Linked DNA regions of Danio rerio: region 1 is linked to region 2. The links are chromatin contacts, called in public HiCAR-type maps. All regions are on one chromosome and are shown on one strand. The core of a region is the stretch at or near the end of the contact, and the rest is flanking DNA. Distances in the headings are between cores, read along the strand shown.

Region 1 (5,978 bases), core at 2,039-4,538, 410 kb before region 2:
AGTTATTAGTTTAGTTTATTTTTTTTGGAAGAATTATTAAAAGTAGAAAATCCACGAAAGCTCTAAATTGCAGCTAATAATAATTCATTCATAATAATTAAAATATAATTAAAACGTTTGGTTCCAGCTGTAACATTATCGCACATTAATCTTTTTAATGTTTATATAAGGTCATTTTTTAAGAAAATGTTAATAGAAAAAATAAATTATTATATAATTTTATATGGAAAAACAAACCACATAAGATTAAAAAAAGATATTCTAAGAAACAAGATTAGGGACAGAGGTTTAGGGATTGTCGACTTTACTTCATTTAATCATACATTAAAAATAAATTGACTGAAGAGATTTCTTAAAAAACCTTATTCAATGTGGAAAATATTTCACAACTTTATTTTTATTCAAATTGGAGGTATTGTTTTTCTATTACAATGTCCTTTCTCACTTGGATAATTACTCATAAAATTAACAACATTTCATAAACTGCTCTTACTATCATGGTTATGAATATACAAGCACAAATTTTTCTCCTCACCACTGCTTCATTTGGAACAATTGAAGTATTGTTTGCAAATCTTTATTTTTTAGAGAAATGGTTTTTAAAATATTTTTTTTTATTTGTCAATTATTAGATGACAATGGTACTTTGTTTATTTTCTGAGTTTAAAAAGCTACATTTTGAACCCTCAGAAAAAGAATAAAATACAGTTTTATGTACCATCCATTCATTTGATTATTTCTTTTATCCTGGAAAGGAATAATCAAATGAAGGATGGTACACAGACCGATACAGTAATTCATGCCATTCTCAATGGTTTAAAAACTTTATTGAAGGGAGTGCAAACTTTTAATTTGGATCCACCTTTAGACCAAACAACCCAATCTCAATAAAAGGGATATCAATAGTTGATGATAAATTTAATAATTGTATGATGCTGACTTTTTAAGCATAAAACAATTCCAGCTTCTATTTTAAATGGCTGGCCACATATAACATAAATCGGGACATTAATTGGAATCTTCCACATAAACATTTGCTAACTAACAAGGTAAAAGAAATTACATAGATGTTATCCTTGTAAAAGCTTCCTTAACTATATGATAGATATTGAAAACAAATGTACTTTTTGTGACTTGGAGGAAACCATTATTCATCTTTTTTGTGAATGTTCTTGTGTGAAATTATTTTAAACAGAACTATGTATCTATCTCAGAAAAGACAAATGTTGATATTTGTTGAAAGACTTTTGACATAATTTTCTTTTATTACAACTCTAAATCTTGCATTCAGTACATTGTTAACCTTTTTTATTATTGGTAAGTTTTTTACTCACAAGTGTAAATTATTGGAATTTTTTTTTAATTCTGGCTATTTTTTTTAATTGACTATAAGTCAAATATTTTGTCTTTAAAGGGCATAAAAACAAAAAGTCTTTTAAAAGTAAAAAAATGGCTTTCATATGTAACCTTTTATAGTTTTTCCTCTGGCCTCTGTTTTTAATTTTAATTTTTATTAGTATTTTTTCTTTTTTCTTTTTTTTTATATTGTATTATGCAGATTGTAACATCTCAATTTTTTCTAATGTTCCAAATTTCTGCAATCTATTGTTTTTGTTATTGAAAACAATAATAATAAAAAAAAAAAGAAAATAATAGAAAAAACACTTCTACTGCATAGCCAATGGAGGGCAGTATAAGCCAACATCTCCATCCCACTGAGCACGTGTATGCGTGTATGCGCATAGCAAGCCATTTGGACACATTTTATTTTTTAAGCATGCTGTCATTTATGAACATGCTGCTTTCAGTTACTCAATTATTTATACAAATAAGAGGAATCGGTTAATATGGTTTAGATGAAGCCGTGCCTGCAGGAAGAAGATGTTTTACAGTCGTCAGTCAGCTGGGGTGTGTGGGTGAGATGTGGAAGTACGCGCAGATATCTGTGATGCAGAATCAACAAACTGCGTATTTTCAGTGGAACGCAGTTCTCACGCTTAGATTACCATTTATAGAAAATAGCCAACTCCTATTTTGTGATTCATAGGCCTAAGTTTTGATTACAGTTGAACTTTATTATTGGACCTCTCTCTGTTGACTTTTGATGTTGAAAATTTAACATTATTGACATTTAAGTAGTTTTAAATAATATGACGTATTATAAATTATTAAGTCTTTAAAATAACAGAAAATGTAGTTTATTGCAAGGTTCCCGTACCGACAAACACAAACCCAGACATTATCTTTGAACTATTAAAAATGTTAATAAAAGTCACTTTTACTTCGAACTTTTCAAAGTTGTTAAAAGAAAGGTCCCATAATGCAATTTAAAAGCATAGGCTAAACTGGGAAAATTAAAAATAAAAACATGAATAACAAAATACAGAAAACTGCAGATTTACGCAAATGTTCTACAGTGTATATACAACTAAACTTCATAAAATTATGAAGGACAATTTTTCATTTAAGTTAAGAAATAAAATAAAATAAAATAAGAAATAATGTAATAAATACTTTGTACTGCAAATATAAATGCATTTTAAATTTTATCAAATTAAAATACAATTCAATTTAAGCTACAATTAAATGTGTGTATTTAATTCAAAGGCCCTTAAACTGCAAACTTGTTTATATGATAGCGTTCTTTTGAGTTGAATCTTTTCAATGAATCGTTTACCAAAACTTGTCCGAATGTTTGCGATAAATGACAGTGGGCAATAATAGGACGTAGTAGATTTGATCTAGCGTTTGACTGGTGCTGTGAAAAGATACTTTAATTTTATAATTACAGAAATATTTACAAAATAAAAACTTTAGTTGAATCTAAAAAAAAGTTGCGTTCTGGCTGTAAATTAATATTTGCATATTTAGATCTAATATACTTACATAATATATAACATAATAAAAAAAACTACTAATACAAATTTACTAATAAAAACACCCTACATTAAAGCATTTTTGCAATGTCAGAAACACACGAGAAAGTAATACGTCACGAATCGATGTCATTGATCAAGAACTGGTTGTTTGAGTCGGTTACAAAATTATGTGTAATCATCTCAATGTAAATAAAACTTAAAATAAATTTCAATAAATCAGTGAACCAAAAATGTCCGTTTTTTCAAATGAATTGTTCAAAAGAACCGAGTCTTCTAAATGATTCTGTAACAGCCCCCGGAAACAGACGTTTGTTGAATACGATTGGTGGATTTTGTGAGTGGCGTCATATACCCGCGCTTTGTTTGGAACGTCAGCTCCTTGGCGGGATTCAGGCCCCTGGAAGAGACAGGCAGGTTTGTTGTTCTCTGGCAGTAACGTGTAAAAATTCTGTATACATCCAGCTTTTGTTTATACACCTAACGCTAATATCATTACCATGTTTAAGTGTGTAACGTTAAACACCCGCGAGGACTTTGCTGACATAAAGCAACATATATTACCTGCGTATAATGAACTACGTTAGCTTTTAACTTAGCATTGTTCTAGTTACACACATTAATAATCTGTCACAAAAGCTGTACTGCGTACTTATGTTATTTAAGTATTGTTACAAGTCTGGATTATTTAATGTTGTTCGGATCATGAATTATTTCAGTTGTAGCACTTTTTTAAAGCTTAAACTATAGCCCTATAACGTTATCTCTGTTGTGTAGGTTTAAAATGCAGTTTTCAGGCAGAAGGAAGAAGCTGATCAGCAGCTCTCAGAGTGATCTGTATGATCACTGTCTGCAGTTTTATGGTCAGCCTCCTCTGGACAACATCTCCCTCATCGAGTTTGAGACCTTTGCAGTTGAGAGACTGAAATGTGAGTCTTTAGCACATGCCATGTTTGTTTATTAACCATCATAATGCACTAAAAATGAGAATGATTGTTAAATAGTCATAACTTTTTATTTATTTGTAATTTTTAATTAAACCATATTGTCTCTGATTAGTAATGTCTTGTTAAAGGGATAGTTGACCCAATAATGAAAATATACTCACTCTGAAAGGGGTTTAAAACATTTTTTTAAGTTGTTTGTTTGTTGAGCATAAAGGAAGGTATTTTGAAGAATGTTCAAATAATGTTATCTTTTGACACAAATGTAGAAAAACGTACCAAGAAAGTCAATAGTTATCCATTTCCAAGATTTTTTAAAACCATTATTTTGTTTTCACTGGAATTAAGAAACTCAGATAGGTTTGTAAAAAAAGTTAAGGTTGAGTAAATGATGACAGGAACCTTAGTTTTGGGTGAGCCATGTATTTAATGTCTTTAATAAATGATTTAATGAATGTACCATGCTATTGTTACATGTAAGTTCTTGTTTATTTGAAAAAAACACACACTTCAGTACTCCAATATTAAGACATTATTATTTTTTAAGTATTTTACTGAACTTATCTTTAGCCCCATTGGAATAACATTATTACAATTAATAATTTCGGTTTAAAAATATGTTGAACAATGTGTACATTTATTAATCACGACTACTCAAGAATGCCATGTTAAATGTGCTTTTATTCTATGCTTTTCCAAGTGCTCAAAACTGTGGAAAACCTTGGAGTGAGCTATGTGAAAACTACAGACCAGTACATCAAAAAACTGGAAGCTGAGTTTTTAAGCCTGAACTTTCCATTCAGGGCAGAAGTGGTAAGGACACATTCTTCATAAGAAATATATGTGTACATTTCTATACTGTACTTATGGGGCATGCACTAGTGCTCAAGGGGATCATCATTTTTTTTAGCTGTACACTGAGCATCAGAACCTTTCCTTGAGAATGAATTATTATTATTGTTATTTTAATATTTCTACTTTTTTAAAACTTGCATTATGTTATTTGATGTTAACTGATGATTTGTATTGACTGTACTGTAACTCTTTCATACAACACAATGTTATATTTACACAGATTTATTGTCTTTAAAAAGTTTTAAAAATCTTAAATGAGTGCAGTATGTTCATTTTTTTTTAATAACCCAGGATGACCGAAAGGTTCCAGGAGTAACATCTGAATATGAGAAACGAAGAAAAGACCATATCTCCCATTTTATTCTCCGCTTGGCTTATTGCCAAACGTAAGTAATTAGGTTATACTTTTACAGATTGATTAATTTTAGTCATGAGGGACTCTAATCTGTCTTTGTTGAAAATTGAGCTATGAGTATGTTTATAACATTTACGCTCTTAATAGAAAAACTACAGTTGAAGTCAGAATTATTAGCCCCCTCTGTTTATTTTTTTCCCCAATTTTTGTTTATTGGAGAGATATTTTTCTACACATTTCTAAACATAATAGTTTTAATAACTCATTTCTAATAACTGATTTATTTTATCTTTGCCATGATGACATGAAATAATATTTGGCTAGATATTTTTCAAGACACTTCTGTAAAGCCTAAAGTGACATTTAAAGGCTTAACTAGGTTAATTAGGTTAACTAGGCAGGTTAGGGTGATTAGACAAGTCATTGTATAACAAAGTTTTGTTCTGTAAAAAATATATAGCTTAAAGGAGTTAATAATTTTGACCTTAAAATTGATAAAAAAATTATTTAAATTCAAAATATAATTGTTTATTAGAATTTTTGTTTATCTTGAAACACAGATTACTTCATGTAAACAACACACCCCAATAAACCATCTACATACTGGCTTGACAGCCATATTTGTTGCAGAAATAAAAACAGAGGCATGTTAAAGCCATTTGAATTTTAAAACAATCAATGCCAATAAAGAAAAAATTGGTTTCCAAGTTAGATTGTAAGTGGACTGCAAAAAAAAAAGCCAAAATACAGGCATTGCAGATATGGAAAATGGAAAATTATAATAATAATAAAGTATTGAATACAAATAATTGCACTTATTAAAAAGTTGTATTGTTGTGAGTTGAGAACATTAATTATAAAGTAGAAACAATTTTGCTTAGACTTCCTTTACATTCAGCCTGTTGCTAAAACAGTCCAGTCTGTTGACATTATCGGGGGACAATGTAG
Region 2 (5,850 bases), core at 2,495-4,994:
TTTATCTCTTTATAAGGATAGTGCCTATTTTAAATATTTATAATTTCAGAGATACAACGCGATCCACAAGATGATGACAGAGACTGGTTGGAGATTGGTTGGCCTGTTTTCATTACTGCAAACAAGCGTAGTAAAAAGAAAGAATGCCTTGCATGTGTTTAGCGTTTTTCCTTATCGCAAACACAACTGTAATCTGGTAGTATTGGTGCTGCTTTGGCTTTTTCTGGGATAATTACTGTGATCTGCCAATTGCAACAGAGAAATACTGGCCGATATCTCTGTAGATTGATGCCATTTCATCTATTTCATCCATCTATCTATCGATCTATATATAGATATTACATACATATTATTAAATGACAAGACTCCTATTAACATACTTACTGGTGTAATATCAGTATAGAATGCATAACTGCATGCAACTATAAATAAAACTTATTAAAAAGAGCGGGGACGAAAATAACGTGGGACAAAAGTAACACAGCATATCAATAATATCGAGGACCACAATGGAAAAAGCCTGTGGCTTTTTTGTGTATTTTATCCTTGAAAGTTTTTAAAATATGTATGAATTAATCGAATTGGACTCATATTTTTGTTAAAATTATTAAATCAATCAATCAGTCAATCAAAGGTATTTTCTTAAAGCCCTGACAACATTTGCTTTACAGGCTATAACAGCACATTCAGCATGCAACCATTGATGGAGCTGACAAATATCACCTGATTTCGAGACGAGTGTTTCAAGTTTCCCACAGTTAGCTCCAAATTTCTGTTTTTAAGTGCAGAAAGTAAATAATTGTAGCGTTCCTTATGTGTTTCTCTTTTCATGCATCACACTAATGATCAATCTACATGTTATTTAGTGCAATAACACATCCTTAAGTTTGCGATGTCTAAGTTTTTCCAGTTTAAAAGTAAATCAGGTTTAAATGGCAAGGAGACGAAAGTAACAGTGTTATTTATGCCCCACAGCTAATAGACAAAGCTTATTTTTTGCTTCCACATTAGAGTTTGCAGAGTTTGGATTCAGATGTTTTATCAAATTAATCCATTTTGCCAATAATAATTTTAAAATATTGACAATTGTAACATTTTGCAATGCTGGATTGCTTTAGAAACATTTGACGGAAGTGAAATTTAAAAGGAAAATGAAGTTTAAGATTTTTTGGCAAAGATATAGGACAAAATATGTTTACAGTTAACATTAACAAGATCATTGTCAGATGTATTTAAAATAAACAAGATTACGCCAGTAAATCTAGCAAATATTGTTGTGTTACTTTTGACCCACTCATGTGTTACTTTCATCCCTGCCTATGTGGTCAAAACAACAACATGCAACTTTTGTTTAAAGTGAAGTTATATTGAAGTTGTTCAACACTGATACAAAATAACACCTGATTTTAATAGACCACTCTTATAAGTTAGTAACCACAGCAAAAATATATTTCTTCTAAAATCATTATCTTTTGTAAATTGTCCTTTCGTCCCCACTCTATCTTGCCTCTAATATAGTTCTATACTTTAAATAATGCCGAGTAGTTTCAACCCAAATTTTTATACAAATATAGAGGGGCACCATAAAATACGATATAACAATAGTATATATGCTAATATAAACTAATAAAGAAACAAACCATCATTACAAATATTGATAATGTTAGTTTTGCATGCTTGAATATGTTCATGAAAGACATGAAATTACACGAAACATCACTCAATTTTACAGTTTTAATTATTGACATTTACATTTACATTTAGTCATTTAGCAGACGCTTTTATCCAAAGCGACTTACAAATGAGGACAAGGAAGCAATTTACACAACCAAGAGCAACAATGAATAAGTGCTATAGGCAAGTTTCAGGTCTGTAAAGTCTAAGAAGGGAAGTATTAGTAGTATTAGTTTTTTTTTTTTTATAGCCTTTATTATATATATTTTTTATAGCCTTAAAAAAATCAACGTTTGTTTTAGGGTTACTGCTTGCAATGATGCAAAATTCACTGTATTTATTATGAACTATAAGCATATTTTAAGCATATAAAACATTTACATTTAGCCACTTTATTGCTACAGTACATAACATAACAGGTTGCCACCTACAGCTTTAACCGAATCTTAAATCACTAAATGAAACAAACAGAATTTACCACCTGTGGTTGGAGAAAATGAGTCGCTAGTGTTTCAGTGTCGCATAATCAGCGTCCAACTGTGTGTTTCCCTCTCATCTTAATTTACTTTTTCAAGTGCGAGCTTCGTTAATTGCAAACATCTAAGACTCCAGGAGATTTTACAGTGTCACTTTCCTTCGTGTTTATGCGCTATTGACATCACACTGCACCTTATCGTGTTATGAGTTTATTTTTGTTTGTTTAAATTAGGCTCTAATTTGAGCTCTAATTTATTAACAGTCCTGTGAGGAAGGATGTTTTGCACTGACTGTTCTGGTGGCTTTTACTCAGCGTTGAGGCGGAGAATCCTTTGCCTTTACCACCCCTTTGTGGTCATGGGTGGTATTGCCATACACACATCAAAGTTATATTATATGGGCAGCGCTCAGCAAGTGGCTTTGAAAGACATTTTATTTATATGTATGTATATGTATATATATATTCATTCATTCATCCGACGGAGAAAATTTAAACCCCCTTTTTCACAATATAGAGAAGTCAATATATATATATATATATATATACTACATTAATATAATAATATAATGTTTACACACACACACACACACACACACACACACACACACACACACACACACACACACACACACACACACATATATATATATATATATATATATATATATATATATATATATATATATATATATATATATATATATATATATATATGACTTCTATATTGTAAAAAAAGAGGGTTTAAATTTTCTCCATTGGACCAGATTAACAATAAAATATGTGATGACATTACTCAAAAATATTAAGTAGGCCTATAGTTCTTCTGGATAAATGCGTCAGATAAAGTTGGTTTAAGTCGGACATTTTGACCGTCTTCAAAAAAGGTAGCAAGTTATACAGAGGTAAAGTTGGTTTTATATTCGCACATTCGTTCATTTTGCAGTCTGTATTGTTTACCATGTTACTTTGAATATTCAATTGGAATTAGCATGCACGTATGACTTCTAAATAACATTAACACTATAATTCGCTGTGAACAATGTTATCAGTCATTTGCTGCAAATATGATTTCACTATTTAGAATTTGCAAAGAATATTTTATATGAAATTATATTATTAATGAGAATGTCTCCAAATATAAAACCTCTATGCAAGTTATGGGACTTTGAACATAATATTCCAAGTGGTAAACAATGTGCCAGAACTTGACACGTTGTTTAAATCTACTGTTTAACCTACTTTATTCAATTTCTACATTACTATTTTATTTATCTTAAAACAAAAATGGTGTTTAATAGTAAAACAAGTTGTCTTTCTTCCACTAGTGTCACCAGTAACATTAAATATTTATGTCTATTTTCTCTGTCGTGTAAGATACATGATTAATTGTTTCCTTGATATTAGGCTATTTTGCTTGCGTTTAGCTGCTTACCTTTTGGCGTCTCAGCTAAATCTCAAACAGGCCTATCCAATCGAACTCTTCACTCTCAAACAGTGGCAGCGTTTGGTTTTATCGCATTATTTCCGTGTATTTTGCGAAGTCTTGTGTACTTTCGGCTTGCGCCAACTAACTCGTGTAAACAACCTTATAGCAGTATACCACACCTGCTAAAAACCACATGCTGGCTCACCAGAAGCCACGCCCTAATCTCTCGCTATTGGACGAGCTGGAATTTAAGTGAATGGTGGATGTGAGAGAACTTGCTAGGTTCAATAAAAACATTTTCCGAAGGAGATACAGTAATAAACCCGCGGTGACACGGAGGCCACTGGTTCCAGTCCTGGCTGGGCCAGTTGGCATGTTCTCCTCGTGTTGGCGTGGGTTTCCCCCACAGTCCAAAGACATGCGGTATAGGTGAATTATAAACTAAATTGGCTGTTTTGTATGAGTTGGCCGTATTGTATAAATGAGTGTACACGGGTGTTTTCCAATATTGGGTTACAGCTGTAAGGGCATCAGCTGTGTATGGTGGAAAGTTCCGCTGTGGCGACCGCTGATAAATAAAGGGACTAAATGAATAAATAAATGAATGAATGAATAATAACCCATGAATATGCAAATATTTAAAAATATATATGCTTATATTAGTAATATGCTTATATTAGTTAGTGAACAGCAAACTATTTTTTAAATTAAAAAAAAAAAAAAAAATATATATATATATATATATATATATATATATATATATATATATATATATATATATATATATATATATATATATATATATATATATATATTTCTTAACTAAAATAGAATTTAGATTGAAAACATTCCTAAAATGAAAACGGGGGATTTTTGCTACTGGACAATGACATGAACTACTGGAATGCCAATAATAATTTTTTTAATTATTATTACTGAATTATAAAACAGAATCTATCATTTCAAAACAGCAATGCAGTTTTACAAAACAAAATTATAATTACAATAATAACAAAATATTATGAATGTTTGGGCATTTGAAACTCTTCTTTTGCCACCTCAAGAGGGTGCTTTGCATTTAAGGCTAATTTTAAGTCCAATATATGTTTTTTTTATGCAAAAAAATTGTTTAGTTATTAGCTTAGGAAAGAACACCAAAAAATAAGTCTGTTCCCAGAATACAGAGATTAAACACTAAATTCAAATAAAAATAAAACAATGAATATAACATACTAAAAAACTAAAACATAATAAAAAAAGTACACAGTACATATATTTTGAAATGAGCTTAAAACACAATCAAATAAGCAGTGCACATCCTGACAACAAACAGGATCAGTCAAAAGCTGTAATATTGTTTATTAAATATTGCATAATGAGGCAATCACAGCAGTAATAGTGTTTAAATTCATTGTAATTGTAACAGCACTGCAAATAAACAAAAACAAAACAAAAAGATGCAAAATTCGCTCTGCATACAGACCACAAAGTAATAATTACACATAATTAAACATCTCAGGTGTCATCTCACACTCTTGAATAACTCATATGATTGTGGTGAAGAACTCTGTAATAGTCTCCTTTAACACACTTGGGTCAAATTTCCATACAAAGTGACATATTCACCAGGAGGCAGAAAAAAATAAAATAAAACAAAATAATAAAACTAGGCACAGTTCAACGAAGCCATGAGACAGAAAGGCATTTCAATCCCAACACAGTGTCAGAATCACTCGCTCAGTCATATGAGACGGTCTGTGTGTGTTACGCAAATCTCTGTGCTTTCCTAATATTCTTCATTTAATATAAACTGTAATATTTATAGAGGTTGCTGTAACTTCGGTCACTTTCATTCATTTATACTTTACATATTTACAACTCTGACAGAATAGGAGAACTGTGAATTTCAACTTTGTTCACATCCATGTTAAAAGAGTCTCAGAGCACTACATTCAAATATGCTACGCTATATTATAACCAACACATAGTTTCAAGTTCAAATTCACATCTGATTTTTTTAAATTCCTCGTTGTTTTTCTATGTGATTACATCTTGATAAAGGTTTTAGCAACAACCACTGGTTTACAAAATGAAAAATATATAATCTAAATACTTCATTTCTGTCCAAATGATCTCTTCCTGATTCTCGTTTTGAGATGGACGGAAGGCTGGTAAGCACAAAAGCCCGTTCATGGCAAAAATGATAACTTTATTAGCACTGACACCAATGTAGGATAATGCTTTCTTTTTATTTAAACCATGCACTGCTGTT

What was found. HiCAR-type assays count read pairs that join an accessible place to other places.
Region 1: a HiCAR-type map of caudal fin shows a contact between it and region 2, with 8 times the contacts expected there. The contact joins the promoter of prim2 here to the promoter of si:dkey-103j14.4 in region 2. A contact is called at or near these places in 5 of 18 Hi-C or Micro-C datasets (caudal fin, embryo, fibroblasts and 1 more) and 2 of 4 datasets of contacts at active chromatin or transcription factors (caudal fin and embryo).

Annotation. Positions count from the first base shown.
Region 1 is chr13:26,794,717-26,800,694 of GRCz12tu, reverse strand. prim2 (DNA primase subunit 2) reads left to right here and starts at 3,288. Exons shown (of 13, transcript NM_214782.2): 1 at 3,288-3,805; 2 at 4,521-4,633; 3 at 4,967-5,061. The coding sequence starts at 3,661.
Region 2 is chr13:26,387,269-26,393,118 of GRCz12tu, reverse strand. It overlaps si:dkey-103j14.4 (a long non-coding RNA gene), which reads right to left and starts at 3,744. Exons shown (of 2, transcript NR_188714.1): 1 at 3,585-3,744. sorbs1 (sorbin and SH3 domain containing 1) reads right to left here. Exons shown (of 24, transcript XM_073920835.1): 24 at 4,921-5,850.